7 separate regions of the Mus musculus genome follow, and regions 1, 2, 3, 4, 5 and 6 are each linked to region 7. A link is a contact called in public Hi-C, HiChIP or PLAC-seq and promoter capture Hi-C data. All regions are on one chromosome and are shown on one strand. Each heading gives the region's core, a stretch centred on a gene start, on an enhancer-like site or on the middle of the called end of the contact. The rest is flanking DNA. Distances are from core to core; before and after follow the strand shown. Region 1 holds the start of Spg21 (SPG21, maspardin). Region 2 holds the start of Mtfmt (mitochondrial methionyl-tRNA formyltransferase). Region 3 overlaps Plekho2 (pleckstrin homology domain containing, family O member 2). Region 4 has its middle 21 kb from the start of Gm51712. Region 5 holds the start of Herc1 (HECT and RLD domain containing E3 ubiquitin protein ligase family member 1). Region 6 holds the start of Rasl12 (RAS-like, family 12). Region 7 holds the start of Pclaf (PCNA clamp associated factor).

Region 1 (2,809 bases), core at 11-2,510, 430 kb before region 7:
TGTTTTTGTTTTTTTGAGTCATTGTTTTCGTCTGTGCTCTCTAGGCCTGGAGAGATGGTTTGGTGGTTAACAAACTTACTGCTCTTCCAGAGGACCAAAGCTGAGTTCCTAGTACCCAGTCAGGCTTGATCCATCTTAATCATCTGCAGTTCCAGCTCCAGGGGGTCCAAAGCTGGCCTCAGCAGGCATCAACACACACACGTACACACACACACACACACACGCACACACACACGTACAGGCACACGCACACACACACACGCACACGTACATGCACAGGCACAGGGACACGCACACACACACACACACACGTGGGGGCTGAGAGATTGCTCAGAGGTTAAGAATACATATTACTTTTACACCCGTGTTAGGCAACTCACAAACACTTGTAATGCCAGCTCTAGGATCCTCCTCTGCCCTCCTTATAAACTACACTCATGTGCACCATATATTCTCTCTCCCACAAACACACACACGATTAAAAGTAATAATAATAAAAAATATTTTTAAAAGTCCCTAAAACATTAGGATCTTGCTTTAGGAACCTTACAAATTTTCAAACAAGATTGACAGGTCACTCAATATTATTATGCATTATTTCAGAGCAAAGCTGTAAGCTAACTGAAAGGTGTTGTGGCATCTGCCACATCTCTCGTAAGAACAGTGACTAGACTGTGCCTGACAGAAGAGGGCAAACCAGCGCTGAGTATACCCCCTCAACATCAGCACAAAGCCATAAAAGGAGACAAGGCTTTGAAAGGAGGTCAGAGGACAGCGTCTATACAAAAGGTAAAAACAATTTTGCTGAGAAAGCATATGCAGTTGGGAGGCTGAAGGGGAATGGGACATGGGAGGCAGAGACTAAGGGAGGGTGATGATCCAAATTCTTTATATAGGTATCAAAATGTCCTAATTAAGCCATTGTAATGAACTGATATATACTAATGTTTTAAAAAGACTATGTCAAGGCCTATTCACCAAAGCTATGGACCAAAAGTGTCTCCCCACCAAAGCATGAAGACGCCTAAAAACCGAAGTCAGAAGCACATCCCCGGGGCCTACAGCCTAGATTTTTCACTTCCTCCTCCATGCTCCTGTCAGAAGTGACCAAGAACTGACCCTTATCCACCACCAGCCTCCACAGCCTCTAGGACACCGCAAATCTCAGAACAGGGCCTCCCTTGCCAGCCCCGTCGCCATAGTAACCACCAGAGCCCCGCCCCTTCCTCGCCATCTGGTCCCGCCTCCTCGGAACCCGGAAGCGGGAGGCGCGCCCGGGGAGCTCGCAGTACCAAAGCTGGGAGGCGGTGGCCTCTGGCTGCTCGGCCGCGCGCCCCCTCTGCCCGCTGCTCCCGCGGGGCTCCTGATCTGCGGCCGCCGGTCCAGTCCGCGCCCCGCCGACTCCATCCTCTGCGCCCAAATCGGGGCGAAGATCCGTCTAGGCTGGAAAGAAAGGGACGCGGGAGCGGCCACGGCAGGTGAGGGGCAGGCCCTGGAAAGCAAGAGTGTGGGTGTGTGGTGCGTGTAGGGTTGTAGGTGGGCGTGTATCGAGCATGCGTGACTTACGAGCAGAGTTCACGAGTGGGCAGGTCCTTGTGACCATGCACGTGATCCATATCTCTGTGTGTGCGTGTGGTGCGCTCTCGCGGGCGCCTGTGTGTGTCCGATTGTGCCTGTGGGTCTGTCTAAGGTTCAGCCTCGGTTCATTGCGGATTGTTGTTGTTTCTGAACTGGTGGAACCCAGGGCGGCCCCTATGGCGATTGGTGCCCAAAATCCTTAGTCAGACATCCTCATTTTCTTGAGCCACCCATCCTGGGGCAGAAATTCAGGAGCATTTTGGTTTCAGTCAACTTTTAAGGGCTGCGAGTAGAGTTGTTTTAAAGATCCTACCTCAGACTAGGTGTGAGGCCTGTGAAAGAGTCATGAAGAGTGTAGCAGGGCGAGAGAAACCCCCCCCCCCTTTTTTCTTCTTTTCCCAGGGAGTTAGAAGTTAGGGGCTGATGTTGTTTTGTCTCCATCTGCAGTGGTCTAGCTTCTCTTTTTGCAAGGATTCTGCACATTGGGAAGCCGTCTAATAGCTGTGTATGAGTTTTCAAAAAGATTTTACACCAGAACCTTGAAACGAGTGGTCAGAGAGAAAGATGTGCGGGCAGCGTCTCCTCTCATGATATTTAGAGAGAAGTGGATAGGTTCCTGGAGAAAGGATAAATCTTACCTGAAGAAATCTCCAAAAAGATGGCTATTTAATACATATAGGTGTGGTGAAGGATGAAGATGTGTAGTGAACAGCCCGCCGCAGGGCCTTAGGTGTAGTTCAGTGGTAAAAGCCCATGGTGAGCGTTCCCCAACACCGAGAACCATAGTTATGTCACCTAGAGGCTCTCTAGTTCTAATAACCTTTTTAATTGGTTGTATTAACAACCACAGATTGTCCCTATATAAGACACCTATACATTGAGATAAAGGACCAGCAATATGTGACTGACCGTGTGTTAAACATTTGTAGAGGCGATTTCCTCAGCTATGAACTGCAGGTTCTGTTGAAACTCTGAAGGCCAAGTACATGCTCTCTCACAACTAGCCAACTTACTGTCCAGCAACGCAAGGTCCAAGAAGAGCTGGGGAGCCTTAGCATCCTGGCCAGCGGGAGGAGGGGTTTCCTTGATAAAGCTTATCTCTGCCTCTTTCCTCACCAGCCTGAACAGGTGCTTCTGTTTTTTGTAAAGAACAGAGTCACGAGAAAGCAAATCTGTCCTGAACACACTGCCCATGTTTCTTTTCATCCTGACCAGTTTGGTCACAGTCTCA
Region 2 (2,913 bases), core at 309-2,808, 450 kb before region 7:
TGCCCTGGAGTTACAGGTGGTTGTGAGCCACCATGTGGGTACAGGAATTAAACAGGAGTCCTTTGTTAGAGCACCCTGTGCTCTTACTTGCTGACCCATCTCTCCAGACCCATACTTGAAGATTTTGCTTTTTAGTGGTGTGTTTGTCGCATGACTGCAGTGCCTGCAGGGGCCAGAAGAGGGCAGTGAGTCTCCTAGATCTGGCAATGTGTGTGCTAGAAAACAAACTCAGGTCCTCTGCAAGAACAGCGAGCATCTTAACCACTGAGCCGTCTCTCCAGCTCCAGTAGGTCACACCTTCAGTCGGTATTCAAAAGACAGCACCTTGAGTGTCAGAATCATGTTCCACTTCCCCTAAGTTAGGATTCTGGGACTGACTTGATCAGAGGAGGATACGGCTTGGCATCACATCTCATTTCCCTCATATGGTCAGATGCACCGGCTAGCAGCATCATAATCTTTGCCTCTCTTTTCTACTTAGCCCAAGGAATTTGCCGCTCTCTGGGCACACATTGGCCAACTTTCCACAACTATGGCAAACAAAGCCGCTCTCAGTTTTGAGGGGACACATGGAGAAAAAAATTATTGAATCTGTGAGGTAGGAGTTCAAGGCCTCAGGGAGGGTGTTGTCTTAGCACTGAAAAATGGATACCATTTAGTGAGGAAGAGAGGAAATGTGAGGTGGATGGAACGCTCAAGGGCACAGAAGCAGGGATCCTCAAAACTAAATGAAAGACTGCTCCAGGGCCTCTGGCTTTCAGGCCATGTGACAGGAATTAGATGAGAGAGGAACCTGATGCTGCTCTATAGCCAGAGCCAGCGTCACAAGCATGACCCATGTTAAGGACCCCAGTGTACCTTGGAAACACATATCTATCTGCACACCATGGTCTTCAGAGGTCTTCAGCAGATAGCCCTCACCCCTCCGTTTCCCTACAGTCTCCCTATGGCATCCCACATGGGAGGCCTGAGAATCTAAGAGTCTTGGATTCCTGAAGTGACTTCAGACAGGTGAGCAAACCTTAGTTTCATTGGGTGTGGAAATCCTGAGTTGCTTAGTAGTTAAGATTGCTGTTCAGGTCGAATGGTTAGGATCATGGCTTTGGAGCTGGAGGGACAGGACCCCTCGTTGCAGAGATGGCTCAGCAGTTAAGAGCACTGGCTTCCCTTCCATAGGACCCAGGTTCAATTCCCAGGCCCATGTGGCAGCTCAGAACTGTCTCGAGTTGTAGGGGATTCCACACTCTTACACAGACATGCATGCAGGCAAAGCACCAAAGCACGTAAAACAAAAATAAATTAAAAAAAAATTTGTAAAGTTTTAAAAAATAGTTTCTTTTAAAGGTTTGTTTTATTCATATGAGTGTCTTGCTTGTGTGTATATATCTGCAGTGTTCTTTGAAGAGCTTGGCTGAATAATACACATCAAAGTCCCCTCAAATTTCTTCCTTAGTGGTTCTTCAGTTGAGCCACGCCTCCAAAGCGGCAGGCCCCGCCTTGTCGTCTGCGCGTGCTTGGGCCTTTGAGCTCTTTGCTCCGCCCCCCACCATGGGCACGCATGCGCATGGTGGGCCGCTGCGGGCCGAGGTGATGCTCCTTCCGCGGTGCTGCTGGGGTCGGTGGCTGATGGGAAGGAGGCCACGCTGTTCCTGTCAAGCACCTGCCGGGTTCGACGGGAAGGACGGCCGAGGTTCCCGAGTCCGCGAGAAGCCGCCTTGGCGGGTGCTGTTCCTCGGCACCGACCACTTTGCCCGGGAAACGCTGCGGGCGCTGCACGCCGCCAGGTACCGGGGCAGGGTCCCACGCCGAGCCGCGGTGGCGACCCCAGGGCAGCGAGGTCCCGGGAAGGCGCCCTGTTGGGTCCCGGCCGGCAGAGCTCCTGTGGCTCCTGCAGCATCTGCCAGCAGACCCTCCATCTCCCCGAGCCTGGGAACCGGTACCTGGAGAGGCCCGGCCAGTACCCAGGGTCGTGGGCGGAGCCGGTTAGCTGAAAAGGGCTGTGACTCCAAAGTTCGTCCCTTCCTGGTGTTGGTGGCCTCCGTTTCCTTGCCCTTTTACACGCCTGTGTTTTCAAATGAATACATTTCTAAGTTAGAACAGTTTCATATACATATAATATTTATGCGATTTAACTAACCTTGTCTACTAGGAAGAAAGTTATTTGTAATTCACCCTTTCCTGAAAGGCTGCTGTGTCTACCGCCCCACTTCCCTGGAAGGATATTTGGTTATTTATCGGTCCCTGGTTTCCAGGCACTTATCTCGCCTCCATCCCTGCCTTCCTACAAACACTTTTCTTTTTAAATAAGATTTTTACTTTGAGATTTTATTTGTATGTGTGTGTGTCTATGAGCATGTACGTGTTGGTGCCTGTGGAGGCCTAAAGTGAGTGTCCCATTCCCTGGAGCTGGAGTGACAGGCCCTTGTGAGCTACACCCTGTGGATGCTGTAAGAAGAGAGCTGACTTCTGAAAGTTTTCCTCTCATTTCCACACACATGCTGTAGCATACGCCTGCACACACGCACACAGTAATAATAGCACATGCCCACACCATGCACACAATAATAATAATAAAAGACAATTTAATTTTTAAATTATTAAATTTAAACCCTGTGTGTTGGTTGCAAAAAATCTTAATTATTTTAGCTCTAAATGTACTATGGGTTTAATCATAAAAATAGCTTTGCTGTGCATGAAATAGTTTAGCTTTGGGCTGTTGCCCTGACACTGTCAAATTTTTTTTCCCCCAATCTTTCTGATTCAGAGACGGCAAAGAGGAAAAGTTAATTGAGAAACTGGAGGTTGTCACAGTGCCTTCGCTATCCCCCAAAGGACTACCTGTGAAGCAATATGCTATTCAGTCTCAGCTCCCGGTGTACGAGTGGCCCGACGTGGGATCTGGAGAATATGATG
Region 3 (3,196 bases), core at 571-3,070, 320 kb before region 7:
GACTTCAGTTCCCAGCACCCACATGGTGGCTCACAACCATCTTATATCCCATCATAATGGGATCCGATGTGCCTCTTCTGATGTGCCTGAATACAGCTACAGTGTACTCATATAAATGACATAAATAAATCTTTTTTTAAAAGAATTAAAAAGGAAAGCAGGGAGCCAGCAAGGATTAGGTAGATGTGCTAACTGCCAAGCTTGACGCCCTAAGCGCAGTGCCCAGGACCCACGCAGTGGAAGAGAAATGACCTCCTCAATCTCTCCTCCAGTCACCACAATTACAGTATGCCACATGTCCCTCTACCCCACAAGTAAATAAGTACGATTAAAAGATTTTTATGAGAACCCCCACACCCAGGTAACATCTTGATCAACGTTGAGATGAGGCTGACCCAGACCTCAGTACTTTTCAGGGCAGATGGCTGTATGACTAAGGTAGCTAACCGCTGATCTAGATGGCTAGGGCAGCCTGATCTCTCTATCCAAGTCCATCAGGTGTCATTTCCCATTTTTGCTTGTATACGTCTCTTTCTACCCCTGAGGCTCAACCCTGTCCAGGTTCTTCTATGAAATATACACAGCAGAAAAATTCTATTCTGAGAAGCTCCCTGCTACCTGCCATGATCCCCCAAACCTTAGTGTTCTTGTGTCTTACCCACTGCTGGGGGAACATGCACCGCCAGGTACAAATACCATGTTAGATGCCAGGAACACTAAGCCCTGACACAAGAGAGCACAGAGTCCTATCTCATGCCTGGATGGTTCTATGCTATTCTCAGTGCATCTGTCTCCTTGAGGCTCCCCCAGTGGCACTCTACAGGAAGAAGGTCTCAAGAGAGGAACGCCGGGACTGGCTACAACTCTGGTGCTCAGAACGCTTGCTTAGAATATACAAAGCTCTGGGTTTAATCCTCCACACCACACAAACCAGGCATGGTGGCCGTCTTAAGGGCTGACAACTTGAGAGAGTCACTTCTCTCCTTCTACCATGTGGGTCCTGAGGACTGGATCCAGGACGTCAAGCTTGGCAGCTATCTTAGTTTATCATGTGATAAACACCATGACCTGAAGCAACTTAGGGGGAAAAGGGTTGGTTTCATTTTACAACTTGAAGTCCGTCATTCAGGGAAGTCAGGGTAGAAACAAGAAGCTGGACATAGGAGATGATGGAGGCCGTGGTGGAACGTTGCTTCCTGGATTGCTCCCCATGGCTTACTCAGCTTTTCCATTGCACCCAGCGCCACCAGCCTGAGCGTGACACCACCCACTGAGGAAAGACCCAGGGGCACCAATAATCAAGCAAGAAAATGAACCACAGGCTTGTCCATAGACTAGTCTGGTGGTGGCATTTTCTCAAATGAGGTTCCTTCTTCCAACATGACTCTAGCCTCTGTCAAGTTGACATAAGAACTTGCCAGCGAAGGGTCACACACCTATAATCACAGGACTTGGGTGGGGGAGGCAGGAGAATTAGAAATTCCAGGACATCCTTAGCTAGTGTGACTACACAACCCCTGCCTTTAAAAATAAAAATGTACATAGGGCCAGTCTGCTAGAATGGTGCCCTGCCTTTATAGTTTAAGGCTTACAAAGTCTTCCTGGGCTTCCAGAAGAGGCTACAGCAACAGCACCACCTATCTCTAGGCTCCCCCAGTGGACTCTCTTAGGAACATAGTCAGTCCATCTTTACCGTCCATCTTTACCACCCAGCTCCCCAAGGCTGCCTGGCTTGGGACAACTCAACATGCCAGTGCTGAATCATTCAGGGCCTTCTGCAGTTCAGAGGAAAGGAGAAAGCAGGAGGCACTGGGCGGGGGCAGCATTCTTTGGAACATCAGCCTCTGACAACACAGAAACAGCCAAGAGCCAAGAGTCTGCACTCGCCTTGCTCCTCACAGCAGAAAGAGGAATTGAACCAATAAGCACGCCTCAGTTCCTTCTTTGGGGCCAAGTTCCCGTCCCTGGGTGCTAGGTTCTTGGAAGAGTTAAGTTTTTAATAAGATTTTTTTTTTAAGTGTGATTTGGATTTTTCATGTTTAGGGAATGTGAAACCCTCCCTGCTTCCCAGCTGCGGCCAGATGTGGAGAGGCAGTCTAGGACATGGATGGCAGCGCCTGGTGGGCTGACAGCTGAGAGCCAGTCATCCAACCCCTACAGCAGCTGGCACTGGAGAAGCCATATCACACACACACACACACACACACACACACACACACACACTTTTTTTTTTCTAATAAAAATATCCCTTGGCTGCCGCTTTCCCAGCTGTGGCACATCCTAATTTGGTAAGTACAGAACATCTGGGTGGCTGTCTGCACACTGCCATTCCTTGCTGTTCTTCCACGGCATCTCCGTCACCCTGACTCCTGGGGACTCACCCAGGACAGGCAAGGTGCCCTTCAAAGGCAACTCCTTGAAGCCCTTAGGTGGGGTTTATAGGCCTTCTTGGCCCAAGGCACTCAGGAATTTGCCAAGCTGCCTTAACGAGGTGGGGGGGAGTGGTGCTGAAAGAGGTTGCCAGGCAAGATGCAAGCCTTCCATCTTCATGGATTCTATCTTGTTCTATATAGGGGGTTCCAGGCCAGGTAAGAATGAATAGGGAGACCTTGTTTCAAAAGTAAATAAATAAACAGATAGATAATAAACAGATAAGTAAGATAGATAGATAGATAGATAGATAGATAGATAGATAGATAGATAGATAGACAGATAGACAGACAGACAGAGAGACAGAATAAATAATTAGGGTCTGGATAGATGGCTCAGCAGATAGAATCCATGTGTGCAGTCTTACCACACTCTCACATTCTCAATGGGTAGCCTGAACCCTGAACCCTGGTAGCCTGAACCCCAGCACCAAAAGGAAAAGTCACCTTCCCTCCAAGTCCTCATATAACAGCATTTCGGATGCTTCCTTAACAAACAATTGTAGCTTTTATTTGTTTGTTTGTTTGTTTGTTTTGAGACAAGGTCTTACACTATAGTTGAGTTGGCCTCAAACTCAGAGCAATGCTCCTGTCTTAGCCTTCTGAGTGTTGGGATTATAGGTGTAAAGCTGGCAGTCTTACTGTTCTTAGTTGTCCAAATGCTAAGCCTGTTGAGAGTGGGGAGGGGACAAGAGTCTAATTAGGAAGGTGTGGGGATTGCGGGAGGCATTCGGACAGCAGAAGTGTCAACTGCAGCTGGGGCGATG
Region 4 (2,849 bases), core at 38-2,537, 350 kb before region 7:
AAGATCCTGGTTATATTCCCAGGACTCACATGGTGGCTCACGCCTGTCCATAACCTAGCTTCAATGATCCAGCACCCTCTTCTGACATCCGTGGACACCAGGTGTGCACAGTACACAGACATATGCGGAGGCAACACATCCATATACATAGAATAAACATGATTTTAAAAAGCAAACAAGCCGAGCTCGATAACGCACACCTTTAATTTCAACACTCCGGAGGCAGCAGGGACTACACAGTGAGATCCTATCTCAAAAAATAAAAATAAATAAAGTAAATACAGCCATCAAACAATTATTAGTGGGGACTTTCTTTTTTGAGGGAATTCAAGGGTTCAAACCCAGGACCTTATACATGGCAAGTAAGTTCTCTGCCACTGAGCTACATAATCCAAATGAGTTGTTGTTGCTGTTGTTGTTGCTGTGGTTGTAGTTGTTTTGAGACAGGGTTTCTCTGTGTAGTCCTGACTATCCTGAAACTCACTCTGTAGACCAGGCTGGCCTCAAACTCAGAGATCAGCCTGCCTCTGCCTCCCAAGTGCTGAGATTATAGGTGTGCACCACCACTTATAGGTTTGAGGCAGGTTCTTATATATCCCAAACTGGCCTCAAACTCATTATGAATCAGAGAACTACTTTGAATTCCTAATCCTTTTTCCTTTACTTCCCACGTGCTGAGATGACAGGTTTGGGCCACCATGGCTGGCTTTTACTATCTTTTATGGATTTATGTATTTATTTTTATAGTGGATGTGGGCGTGTGCTATGGTATGTGTGGAGGTCAGAAGACAACTTGAGGTGTTCATTTTCTCTTTTTACCACGTGGGTCCCTGGGCGCAAACCCTGGTTGCAGGCTTAGTGCCAAGTGTCTTTACCTGATGATCCATCTTGCCAGCCCCATACATTATCTTATATATATGTATATCAAATGCAGTGTCTGATTGAATTTCTACAAAGATAAATGCTTAGCAAATAGGTCTCAGGAAATGGGGCCCATGTGCCCAAGCCTAGGCTTTTGCTGTGGTTACACTGTTTGGCACCAAGCCAGGTCTTTCCTCATCACCAGACGCTTTGAGTTGCTCACCCACTGAAGCTGCCCATCAGGGGAGTTATCACTTCTAAGTTGCTCGTACTCTTTGCAGTGGCCTACGAACCTAGGAGAGGACCAGCCGCGCTACAGAAGCCCAGCCTCCAGCCCATCTCTAGGCCTCCATCCCCCAGGCCCTCGCTGCCTGCATCCTGGGAATCCCCTCCCACCACTTCCCCTCTTGACTCATCTCAAGTCACATGAGGAACACATTTGTGAGGCCCTGACTCAGCCAGTGCTAACGGACTAATGAGCCTCTCTGCTCTCCTATCTGGTGTCTGTCAGGCAATAGAGATGGCATTTTGAGAGCAGAGAGGACAGCCGGAGCCCGGAGGAAAGGCTCTCACCCATCTGGCTCCTCCTAGCTGACTACTTCTGCCTCCTGCCAGACCCTCCAGACCATGGGGATCCATGCTCCTCTTTGGCCAAGCTCTGTCCTCCTGAACTTGTCCCTTCTGCTTTCCTACCCAGGTCTGCCTGCTATGTCCTCTGCGGCCCAGAGAGCAGGAAGACCCACGTTTAAGTTGGGGCTCTGATTATCTAGGCGAGTCCTCTGCCTCCCTCGGTGACCTCATTTATCCCATGGACGTGTTGAAATTGCTACTCTACCTTTCGCTGATGTGAAGAGAACCAAAATAGTTCAACCACAATGAGGAATCGGGTCACACCAGATAGAATGGCTATCACCAAACTAAACAAATAACAATGAGATGTCAGAAAGAGGAACTCTCATACTCTGTTGGTGGAAATGGAAATTAGTGTAGTCACTATGGAAAACAGTGTGGAAGTTCCTCAAGAACTAAAAATAGATGTATCATATGATCCAGCTATCTCACTACTAGCTGCATATCCAGAGGAAAGGGAAGTGAAGGAGTGCGTTGAGGAGGAGAGAGCTGTACTTCCATGATGACTGTGTTATTCACAGGCTCCAAGGTACAGAATTAACCAGATGTCCACAATGAAATCGAACACATACACACAACCTGACCATTAAAAAAAAAATCAATGAAATTCTGTAATCTGTAGCTCCACAGATAGAACTGGAGGTCGTGAGGCCTGGGTGGATGCCTCTGTGGGTAAAGGGCTTGGTATGCAAACCTGAGGACCTCTGTTTGATCCCCAGTAATCTATGGGCATTTGCAGCAGCATGACCCATATCCCTGTGTTGGGAGGTGAAGACAAGATCTCCAGGGATCGGTGGCCATCTAAGCTAGCCAATCAGTGAACTTTGGGGTCAGTTTAAGACCCTGTCTCAAAAGGCAATTCGAAGAATGATAGACAGGACCCAAACTGGACCTCTGGCTTACATAAATGCATACATGGACAAGCAGAATATGTATACATATACAAGACACACCTCAAGACATCAACAATAGCAGCAAGAGAACTGAGTGATATCATGTTAAGTGAAATAAGTCAAGTATGGAAAGACAATAATCACCTGTCTCATATCTAAAGCTAAAACAGTTCATCTTAGAGCCATAGAAATAGCTGGATGGGTAAAGGTATCTACCACGAGGCCTGATGACAAAAGTCATCCCTGGGACCCACATGGGAGAAGGTAAGGATTGATTCTCAAAAACTGTCCTCTAACCTCCTCATGTACCCATGGCACATGTGCCTGCCCACCTGCTCACACAAATACAGAAAATGTCATTTAAAAATTGGTATTTTCAGATAGGGTCTCTCTATGTGGCCCCGGGTGGCCCAGGACTCTCTAGACAGACCAGGTTGACCTTAAACTGATAGAGATCTGCTTGTT
Region 5 (3,213 bases), core at 704-3,203, 460 kb after region 7:
TTTAAATGATATCTATGTGTATATGTGCATATCTGTATGGGGGTATGCACATGTGAATGTAGCTGCTTGCTAAGGCCAGAGGTGTCAGATCTCTCTGGAGCTGGAGTTCCAGGCAGTTGGGAGCCTCCTGATATAGGTGCTGGGAACAGAACTCAGGTCTGCAAGGCAGTGAGTGGGAGAGGGAGAGAGTGGGAGAATGGGAGAGGAGAGAGAGAGAGGGAAAAGAGGGAGAGAGAGAGAGGAGAGAGAGAGGGAGGGAGGGAGAGAGAGAGAGAGCACGCAAAATGTCTGGATTCTATAGGGAGAAGCCTCTGGGGGAAGGGCAACCCAGCCCCTGGGCTGCAAAGCTCACATTTGGGGGCAGGGTATGACAGGTCGGAACTGAGGGATGCAGGGAGAATCAGGAGGCCAGGTCTGCTTTGATATGAAAAATATGCACCTCAGTCCCTTCTCCCCAGGACCAAAACCAAACACCTGAGACCATAAAAAGCACTAGCAACAATGTCATCACTCCATGCTAATCTGCCTCTCATACCTAGACTAGAACACACATCTTATACATAGAAGTTTATATGCACCATTAGAAGTTCTATTTAGTGATTATCTCATTATCTATACTCCTCTAAGGAGGAACCCTGTCATAATAACTAATATTCTAAATGAACAGATTAGGAACTGAGGTCCAGGGAAGCCAAGCAAGCCATTCCAAGTCACACACAAAGCTGAGAGTAGCTTTTGTCTTAGGCTAAATTTGTATGATACACATTTCCAATTGAACCAAAGGGGAGGAACTCAGTATGTGGACCAAACTGGCCTCAAGCTCACAGAGATTGCCACCCCACCCAGCTGCTTATACCATGTATGTTTATGTCTTTAGCACAAGAATTTTTTAAAAAGATTTTATTTATAACGTCCCCCCTTCCCCAAAAGCCTTTAGTCCCAGCACTCTGGAGCAGAATCAGGAAAAAGCCTGGTCTTCAGAGAGTTCCAGGACAGCCAGGGCGATGCAGAGAAACCCTGTCTTGAAAACAAAAACAAATTCATGTGTATGTGTGGGTATGTTAACGCGAGTGCAGGTTCTTGTAGCGTTCAGAAGTGAGTGTTGAAGTTACAAGTGGTTTTGGACATCCTGAAGTGAAGTGAAGCCAAGTCACTCTGTAAGAGATAGCCCTCTTAACCGCTCTCTCTCCAGAAAAACCTTTTGCTGAAGGTGGCTACAGTGGTGAGATTGGGAGTCCTTAAGTACAGAGGCATTCAACAATATCAATTCAACATTTGAGCGCCTACATCTATGCTAGACGTTGGGCTAGATGACCAAGTTAGTGTTCTTCCTCAGAGTGCATCACTGTATAGGTCAGGGTCAAGACCTGTACTAAAGGTCAATCCTCCCGTGTTCCTCAGACAGGGCAGAAGTTGGTCAACTTAAACACTTGCTTGGGCGTAAACTTAACCAGCCACAAGGTTAAGGGCAGACTGTGATGGGAGATAAAGGGAGTAGAGCGCCCGGCAAGCAGCCGAGATAAAGGGGTGTGGCCGGCCGCAGCTTTTTCTCTCGGTCCTCGGCAGCCCCGAGGCCTCGGCAGCATTCGGACCCCGATCCTCTTGCAGACTGTCCCGTACTCATCCTGAACACATCCACGCTCGCCTGATCCTTCAGCGCCCTTTGTGAAATGCCCCCAATTGATAGTTCCCTACGGGCACACGTGACTCCGCGAGGACCCAGCGGTTAAGAGACATGGGGCGGTAGAGTGTCCCCAGTACCCTCACAGGAAGGGTCTCCCGGCCGGCGATGTACTCATCGCTTTCCCATCACTGCCTAAGCCGGCATCTTCTCTCCCTTTTCCTCTCAGGTTGCCTCCCACCTCCCGCGCGAGGCCCGGAGGAGGCAGGACCAGCGCTTCTGATCTCGCGAGAGTTCCCTCATAAGTCCCGCGAGACTCGCCTGCCGCTGCCGCTGCCGCCGTCGCTGCCGCCGCTGCCGCCGCCGCCTCTTACGTCTTTCCCTTTGACAAGTCGCCGCCGCTGCAGCAAAAATATAAAGGACGCGGCTAGCGCGGCCGCTGGCCAGCCGGGTGCCGGGTGCTGGAGCCGCACCCCATCGCCGCCAGCTCCCGACCCACGTACGGTAGGTAACACGTTCTCTTTCGCCATCGTGACCTCCCGAGTGTGTGATCGGCTGGCCCGGCCGAGCCGCTCGGGGCCGTTCCGGGGCCGCCCGCCGAGCGGGACTGCTGGCTCCGGGTGGACGGCGGGCGGAGGCCCGAGGAACCCCTGGCCCCCTGGAAGCCTGTTGGAAGCCGAGCCACCTGCCGGAGGGAGGGACCCGCCCCTGAATAAGCTTGCAGTCTGCGCCCCTCAGCGCCTCAGGGGTCGCGTCTGTGACCTTCTCCCCTTTATCCGCTATCGAGCGCGTCTCTCTTAGCTGGGACTGGGACTGGGGAGCGGCTCTCCCATCTCTTCCTCTTGAGGAGAGTCGCGACTCCGGTGCTCCCTGTCGCCGGCCGACTTCGGAGGGGTGGAGGTTGAGACCGTGCGTCTTTCTCCTCGTCTGCGCTTTTGGGTGGGGGCTGCTCATCCTTTCGGTAAACCTTTCTCTGAATCTCTCTTCGGATAAAATAACAATTTCTAAAGCCCTTGCTACCTGGAGCGGAGACGAGGCGACAGTTGTGTAGTCTCCAGGGTGAGAGGTGGATGGTGGTGATGACAGGAGCTAACCCTGGGAACAGTGATGGGTGGCAGGTTCCCAGGAGACACGAGGACAGAAGCTTGGTACCTACCTCTCCCAGGAGGTTATGTAAAGACGCGATGTATGTATGTATGTATGTATGTATGTACTATGCATGCATGTGTATGGTAGCTGTGAAGCACAGGGACAAAAATCTCCATTTGCGTTAGTTTTAAAAATGTGTGTAATACCTTGAAGGTGTATAGGTAATCAAGAGTGATAAATTCCAACGAATTAATAACCCATCTCCAGAGATAGCATTTCACTGTTAATATTTTGATATATTTCTAACAGACTCTTTTGTTTTTTAAGAGTACCTAGCTTGTCCTTGAATGGTACTTCCTTATTTTATGTATGTTCCCAAAATGATTTGTTTTATTTGAACCATTCCTTTGGCCCACTTGATTAAGCCGGGTTACTTGTTCATTATCATTGGCTGTTCCCAGCCGTCACCATATTTCATTGTGTCTTCTTTCAAAATGATTGTT
Region 6 (2,985 bases), core at 163-2,662, 490 kb before region 7:
CATAGTTCTGGGAAAGTCTCTAACTGCTTTTCTGGCTTCTGTAATTCTGATTCTGGCTAACTGTTCTTGCTAACTGATATGTGTCAACCTGGGAAATAGTTCTGTGCTGAAAAGCTCACCCTGAGAAAGGCCCAAGGCTACACTGGGATCCCAAACACCCAGTGTAATTGCTGCCTAACTAACAAAGACTTTCTATTAGCTTAACAGCTATGGAAGCAGGTGGATTCCCCTCACAGTGGGTGAATGGGTGACAGCTCACCATTATGGGCCAGGAATGGGATGGAGCTAGTATGCCCTTCCCTCTCCAGCATCAGTGTTTTCCAGAATACAGGCCTTCAGGGTTCTAGAATTTACTCAGGCCTGCCAAAATCACACCCCAAAATTTGCATTTATCTGCCCATTGGTATTTATAGACAGGGACATCAAAACCCAAAGAAGGGCTGGTCCATTGCTGCTATTGCGTTGCAAAAAAAGAAAAAAGAAAGAAAGAAAGAAAGAAAGAGAGAAAGAAAAGAAACCCAAAGAAGTGGGTGATTTTCCCAAAGTTATCTCAGCAACTAAGCTCTTGTGCCCTATCTCCAGCATAGCCTGATCTGAGACCCCAGGGAATGACCCCTACTTCATCAACCTCATCACCAAGCTCAGAACTGCTGTCCACTCCAGAACAAAGAAGACACATTCACATTTTACTCCTGTCAGGGAGAAAAAGTATTCCAGGATGGATTAGATTTCTGGAAGCCAAACCTGTAGAAAGCTTTACGTTTTAGTGGCATTTATCAATTATACATAATAATGAGTCTTGATGTGACATTTTCACACATGCATCTAATGCATTTTGGTCATAGCCACAGCCCCCATAGTCCCTCTCATGTCCCTACCACTCACGTATCCCCTTCCTCTTCCCAGTTACCTTCCTTCCAATTGTCATACTTTTGATTAATTTTTGGCGAGCCAATGAGTTCAAATAGGTTTACTTACAGGAGCGTGGGTGAGGTGTTTTATGTTTGGTTTGAGACAGCCTCACATGTAACTTAAGCTACCCTGGAATAGCCCAGGTTGGCCTCCAATGCACCACTGCTGCAACCCTCCTTCAGCTTCCCAAATGCTGGGACTAGAAGCATAAAACACCTGGCTAGGTCATGAAGTCTTAGCAAGGGGCACAAATCCTTTGTCCCAGGAGCCTGAGTTCTGCAGCGATGCTACTTGGAGTCGCCCATGCAAAACACAGAAGTAAAGTGCTGAGGGTGAGCTGGCTGTGGTCTAAAGCAAAAGTGACACAGAGACCCACCAGGAGGCAAGGAGTGCAACCCTGGTTGCAGGGTGCTCTGGCTGGGGGCTCAGCGGCTTTTAAAAGGCAGTTGGAGCATGGAGGCCACGCCCCGTCCACGCCCCTCCTCCAGCGGGCGGACACCATAGTCTGAGTGACTGGGGGCGTGCAACTAGCAGCCCATCGGGCCGGGAGACCGGCGTGGCCATCTGCAGCTTCGCCATGTCGTCGGTGTTCGGCAAGCCCCGAGCTGGCAGCGGGCCGCACAGCGTGCCCCTGGAAGTTAACCTGGCTATCCTTGGGCGCCGCGGAGCGGGCAAGTCTGGTGAGTAGCTTGGAGAGCGGAGGATGAGGGCAGCTTCATCCACCAGCTCTCAGGGGCTTGCTTCTCCCGGTGGTTGGGTGAGTCCCTAAGACTGCTTTTTGCCTCAGTTTCTCTGTTGCAGGCTATCACTCTCGCCTTGCTTCTCCATCGCTTTGGTTATCTTTAGCTGCTTGCCTGCCTCTGCCTCTGTTCTCGGTGCCTGTGACTCCTGTCCCCCCCCAAATTCTCTCTTTGTGTTTCTCTTAGTTCCTCTACTTATCTGCATCCCTAGGACCAGCAGCCAAATCTCATCAGCTGACACTAACGAGACCTGTTGGCGCTGGTCTCCAGTCCTGGGTCCCCTTTGAATTCAGTGGCATCTTTGCTACTCCTTGATCTGTGCTGTCCACCCCACCCCCTCCAAGAAACTTAGTAGAAGTCATTTGAGATTAGAATTTCTCAGGCTTGGGCCACTCCTCCACTGCCAACCCTTGGGACTCTGAAACAGACTATTCTTATCAAATGTATTTGTTTCAAGCCAGACCCCTCTTGACTTTCAAGAAAGTCTGTAGTCCCAGGTGCCAAGACCTTGTCCTTGGGAAACCTGGGATCTTGGGCTACTACTAAGATAATTTCTGTCATCCTAGACCTTCATCACTTCTAAAAGTCATCACAGAGACCCCAAAAGGAGTGTTTGCCCTGCTCTCTGACACTTAAAGACCCAACCAGCTGAAGATGGGGGACCAGAAGGGGCTCCTCTGGCTACCCAGTTCCAGCCTACAGCGAATGGCCACCAGGCCTGTGAGCTATGACTTTCCTTCTCTTCCTTTCTCTGAGATTCTCTGAGGAAGTTTGAAGTCAGCACTCCTGGCTCAGAAGTGGAACCCAAAACACGGTTTTCCTTTGAAAACCAGCCTGTTCCCAGTGACTCAACCAATGGTCAGCTAGTGACTACACGGATGAAGGAATTCTCTTTTATTTTTGAGGCAGTCTCATGTAGCCCAGGCTGTCCCAGAACTTGTTATGAAGGCAAGGATGGCCCTGTATTCCTGAATCCTCTACCTTCCTCTTCCAAGTGCTGGGTTTGTAAATGTGTACCACCATTCCTGGCACTGGTAAACTTGGGGATGGAACCCAGGGCTTCGTACGTGGTAAGCAAACACTCAACCAACCAGGTAACATCTTCAGTGCCAGAAAGTTTAGAATATGTGTTCCCTGGCTAGTAGTTTGCCAACGGGCAGTGTTAGGAATCCTTCAAAAGAATCTTGCGTTTATTTTTAATCCTATCGAGAGTCCAGCATAATATATTTGGCTGACCCTTGGTTTTATGTGCTGAGCTCTTAACAGAAGCAATCCTGTTAGTGCACGCTACAAGGGAAAAAGAACTACGTTTTTCAAGTCTTACACTTTCAAG
Region 7 (3,093 bases), core at 15-2,514:
CTGCTGAGTTACCTCTCCAGCTCCTGTTTTTTCGGTCTAGCTCTTTCCTTTCCTTCCTTCCTTTCTTTTTTTAAATAAACGATTTATTTTAATTTTATGTGTATTGGCATTTTGCCTGCCTGCATGTCTGTGTGAGGGTGCCAAGTCACTTGGAGCTTGGTTACTGCCATGAATGAACTGCCATGCTAGTGCTAGGAATTGAACTGGGTTCCTCTGAAAAAGCAGCAATACTCTCAACTACTGTGCCCCTTTTCTTTTCTTCCTTTCTATATTTTTTTCTTTTTTCTAAAATATTGTGATCTAGCCCAGACTGGCAAGGAACTCACAATTTCCCAGTCTCTCTGCCTCCTCAGGGCTGAGATTACAAGGTGCAGTAGGCCTGGCTTTAAAATCTTTAAATTGAATATACTATTAATTGTTGATTTGGTTAAGGCCCTGAATAGATTTCATTGCTGTTCAAGCATAATTCACTGCAGAAAAGTAGTTCTGTAACATGCTGAAGGGTCATCTTTTAAACAAGCATTAACAGACAGCATTCTGCAGCAAGCACATACGGTTTTGTTTCGTGCATGGCATTCAGAACAAACACAAATTCTTAGGAATATTGTAATTTGAAATATGGGTCAGACAATATGATCTCTTTTTTGCAGGGTTATCCTCACGTGGGTTGGTGCTGTGACCCTTTTACATTTGGCATTTAAAAAATTCTTTGGCCATGTTTTTTAAATTTTATTTACTTATTTTTATATGTGTATGGACAATTTGTCCTAATTTTTTGTCTCATGCGATCTGAAAACGGTTTTTAAAACACTGTAAACTAAATAAACTAAATTGAGTTTTCCTTTCTCCCGCCTCAGAAAGTTGTTTTAGAACACAGTAGGGTTCATCCTTAGGATACTAAACTTTAGTTATGATTTACATAGAAAAGTCCACTTAATTTTCACTTTCAGTGTTTAATTATCATGGATTTAACTCTGGTAACTTTTGAAGAAATTTTACAATCCCTATCTCTACTTGGTTTTATTTTGGCTAGTTCACAACCTATCTACCTCACCTCCATACTTCGTGCCCCCCTCTTCCCCCACCCAGAGTCCTAGCACCGCCTACCAGGGAGGTACAAATCACGACCACTGGGGCTGATGGACTGACTGGCCAGCAAAACCTTAAGTCTCGAGGCTGTCACTGCTGGACGCTGTCAATTGGTCCAGAGTGAAGGCGCGGAACCAATAAGAATCGAGGTTCTCAAGCGCTTGGAGCGCGCGGGAAAGAGACCCATTTAAACGGTGGCGGGAACATCATTTTCGGGTTCTTCTCTAATTGAGACATCTGCAGTTGGGGTGACGGTGAAAGTTGTCTCTTCTTGTGTGAACATGGTGCGGACCAAAGCAAACTACGTTCCAGGAGCCTACAGAAAAGGTAAATGATGCAGCGAGGTGGCAGGGGGTTCCCTAGGCAGCCTGTCCAGGGGTGGAGACGCCCATGGCTGCCTCCCATTGAGCAGCTAGAAGGCAGGCTCCCGGCCCTCACTGCTAATAAGCTGCAGAGAACAGGCAAGGTCGTTTGCTGCTGTTCATCTCCCTCCTCTTTACTGGCCTGGGACTGTTGTAGAACAAAGCTCGGGGATCCGAACCCTCCTGCCTTTTCTGAACGCCCCTATTTATCTCTCTCTGCAGCGGTGGCTTCTCAAGCCCCTAGGAAGGTGCTTGGCTCCTCCACCTTTGTCACCAATTCTTCAAGTTCGTCGAGAAAAGGTAGGAAGGGTCGTGGAAGCTTCTGAAGTAACACCCCGAGAGCATCAGGCCGGGCAAGGCAGTACTAACCTGTGTGGTCCTGACCCGCGGTGGATTTATTTTTACTTAGTTTCCTTCCTCTGGAATTTGTTTCCGTTGACATTCTCACACCTAAATTTCTTTCTCGCCCTCTAAGGGAGCCTTAGTCTTTCAGCAGGCTTGGATGGGGGTGAGGGTCCAATGGAAAATTCATGTCTTGGTGGTGAGGGGCAGTATATTTTTAAACTTTTTTTTTTCTTTTCTGAATGGTGTTTTAAAAATTGTTAACAGTTACTATTTTCTTGGAGGCTACTTAAGTGTCTCCTCATTAGATTTATGGTGATGATTGACTGTACTACCGCGTTTCCGGTTGGGGGATGTATGTGAGTGTCTGTTTGACCATGCATGCAATCTTTGGGAACTGAACCCTGGGCCTTCCTTGCCCATGTTGAACAAGTACCCTACCGCTGAGCTAACCACACTGCCCCAGATTGGTTTGCTTTTGTCTCTGCTTTTCCCTCCTCCTCTACTCCCCAGTTCTTCCCCTATCCGACCTTCCTTTTTAACTCTCTCCTCCCTTTTGTTCTCCCTCCTTCCCTCCCTTTTCCTTCTTCCAAGGTCTCATGTAGCCCAGGCTGGCCTCAACATTTTTATGTACAAAGAACACCTTTGAACTCCAGATCCTTCTGCCCTCCATCTCCCCACTGCTGGAATAACACACACACACACACACACACACGTTCTCATGTAATTCAGGGTAGCCCCAAACTTGTTACGTAGCTAAAGCTGGCCTTCAACTTCTGATCTCTCTGTCTTTAAGATCTTCAATTTAGGGGATTAGCAGGTCAAACTTGGGTTTCCAGGATTGTAGGTGAGATTCACCATTCTCCTGTTATATTTTTTAAAGGGGCAATTTTCTCTGAATTTTGATTTTACATTCCTATATTAAAATATAACCAGGAATGGTATTTTTCTTATGCAAAGGAGCCAGCAGCTTTGAAAAGTAGGATTTACTCTTATAGAAAGCTTAACATTTCCCCTTCCCCAGGTATTGGGGATTGAATCTATGGCCTTGGGCATTTCAGGCAGAGTCCATTGCTGAACTGTGTTCTTAGCTCTATCTGTAATGGGGAGAGGGCTTGGGATTGGAGTTTCAGTAACCTGCCTGCGTTGGCTTTGTGCTTGCTTGGTAATACACGCAGGTTTTGAACTTTGGATCCTTCTGCTTTGTCCTCCCAAGTAGCTGAGCTTATAGGCCTCTGCCACTAGCCTGGCTCACAGTGTATATATTTTTTAACTAAATAACCTAATCGTTCTAAGAAAC

What was found. Promoter capture Hi-C pulls out the DNA fragments that hold promoters and counts their contacts. A called contact is a pair of places that touch in the nucleus more often than the background predicts. HiChIP or PLAC-seq counts read pairs in DNA pulled down with a chosen protein or histone mark.
Region 1: a promoter capture Hi-C map of hippocampal neurons shows a contact between it and region 7, with 3 times the contacts expected there. The contact joins the promoter of Spg21 here to the promoter of Pclaf in region 7. A contact is called at or near these places in 9 of 39 promoter capture datasets (the C10 cell line, cranial neural crest, erythroid cells and 5 more), 1 of 484 Hi-C or Micro-C datasets (CD4 T cells), 6 of 115 datasets of contacts at active chromatin or transcription factors (astrocytes, bone marrow-derived macrophages, effector CD8 T cells and 3 more) and 3 of 9 other capture datasets (adipose tissue, liver and macrophages).
Region 2: a contact with region 7 is called in a Hi-C map of B cells, with 14 read pairs. The contact joins the promoter of Mtfmt here to the promoter of Pclaf in region 7. A contact is called at or near these places in 7 of 39 promoter capture datasets (the C10 cell line, cranial neural crest, frontonasal cranial neural crest and 4 more), 1 of 484 Hi-C or Micro-C datasets (B cells), 1 of 115 datasets of contacts at active chromatin or transcription factors (memory CD8 T cells) and 3 of 9 other capture datasets (adipose tissue, liver and macrophages).
Region 3: an H3K27ac HiChIP or PLAC-seq map of microglia shows a contact between it and region 7, with 6 times the contacts expected there. The contact joins the enhancer-like site here to the promoter of Pclaf in region 7. A contact is called at or near these places in 2 of 39 promoter capture datasets (3T3-L1-derived adipocytes and erythroid cells), 4 of 115 datasets of contacts at active chromatin or transcription factors (effector CD8 T cells, embryonic stem cells, memory CD8 T cells and 1 more) and 2 of 9 other capture datasets (liver and pancreatic islet).
Region 4: a contact with region 7 is called in an H3K27ac HiChIP or PLAC-seq map of microglia, with 4 times the contacts expected there. The contact joins the enhancer-like site here to the promoter of Pclaf in region 7. A contact is called at or near these places in 2 of 39 promoter capture datasets (hippocampal neurons and macrophages), 3 of 115 datasets of contacts at active chromatin or transcription factors (effector CD8 T cells, memory CD8 T cells and microglia) and 2 of 9 other capture datasets (liver and macrophages).
Region 5: a promoter capture Hi-C map of liver shows a contact between it and region 7, with 2.9 times the contacts expected there. The contact joins the promoter of Herc1 here to the promoter of Pclaf in region 7. A contact is called at or near these places in 6 of 39 promoter capture datasets (cranial neural crest, erythroid cells, frontonasal cranial neural crest and 3 more) and 1 of 9 other capture datasets (pancreatic islet).
Region 6: a promoter capture Hi-C map of neural stem cells shows a contact between it and region 7. The contact joins the promoter of Rasl12 here to the promoter of Pclaf in region 7. A contact is called at or near these places in 7 of 39 promoter capture datasets (the C10 cell line, the HPC-7 cell line, cranial neural crest and 4 more), 1 of 115 datasets of contacts at active chromatin or transcription factors (large pre-B cells) and 1 of 9 other capture datasets (macrophages).

Annotation. Positions count from the first base shown.
Region 1 is chr9:65,459,677-65,462,485 of GRCm38.p6, forward strand. Spg21 (SPG21, maspardin) reads left to right here and starts at 1,261. Exons shown (of 9, transcript NM_138584.2): 1 at 1,261-1,478.
Region 2 is chr9:65,434,224-65,437,136 of GRCm38.p6, forward strand. Mtfmt (mitochondrial methionyl-tRNA formyltransferase) reads left to right here and starts at 1,559. Exons shown (of 9, transcript NM_027134.3): 1 at 1,559-1,784; 2 at 2,765-2,913. The coding sequence starts at 1,591.
Region 3 is chr9:65,567,776-65,570,971 of GRCm38.p6, forward strand. The region is part of intron 2 of Plekho2 (pleckstrin homology domain containing, family O member 2); the gene reads right to left. Gm51712 (a long non-coding RNA gene) reads left to right here. Exons shown (of 3, transcript XR_003948345.1): 3 at 2,044-2,625. Among named protein-coding and RNA genes, the nearest start is that of Gm51712, 5.9 kb to the left of the region's middle. Within about 2 kb of position 1,821, at least 99 of the 459 cell types and tissues checked have an H3K27ac peak or open chromatin away from gene starts, as enhancers often do. A contact at or near this core is called in 3T3-L1-derived adipocytes and microglia, where this site is marked.
Region 4 is chr9:65,540,569-65,543,417 of GRCm38.p6, forward strand. No RefSeq gene overlaps it. Among named protein-coding and RNA genes, the nearest start is that of Gm51712, 21 kb to the right of the region's middle. Within about 2 kb of position 1,288, at least 245 of the 459 cell types and tissues checked have an H3K27ac peak or open chromatin away from gene starts, as enhancers often do. A contact at or near this core is called in effector CD8 T cells, liver, macrophages and 2 more, where this site is marked.
Region 5 is chr9:66,348,497-66,351,709 of GRCm38.p6, forward strand. It overlaps Herc1 (HECT and RLD domain containing E3 ubiquitin protein ligase family member 1), which reads left to right and starts at 1,954. Exons shown (of 78, transcript NM_145617.3): 1 at 1,954-2,125. It overlaps Gm30447, which reads right to left. Exons shown (of 2, transcript XM_006511600.4): 1 at 2,125-3,213; 2 at 1,829-2,022. The coding sequence starts at 2,575. The coding sequence ends at 1,847.
Region 6 is chr9:65,397,076-65,400,060 of GRCm38.p6, forward strand. It overlaps Rasl12 (RAS-like, family 12), which reads left to right and starts at 1,413. Exons shown (of 5, transcript NM_001033158.2): 1 at 1,413-1,592. The coding sequence starts at 1,490.
Region 7 is chr9:65,889,059-65,892,151 of GRCm38.p6, forward strand. It overlaps Pclaf (PCNA clamp associated factor), which reads left to right and starts at 1,265. Exons shown (of 4, transcript NM_026515.2): 1 at 1,265-1,416; 2 at 1,674-1,751. The coding sequence starts at 1,371. The region is part of intron 1 of Trip4 (thyroid hormone receptor interactor 4); the gene reads right to left.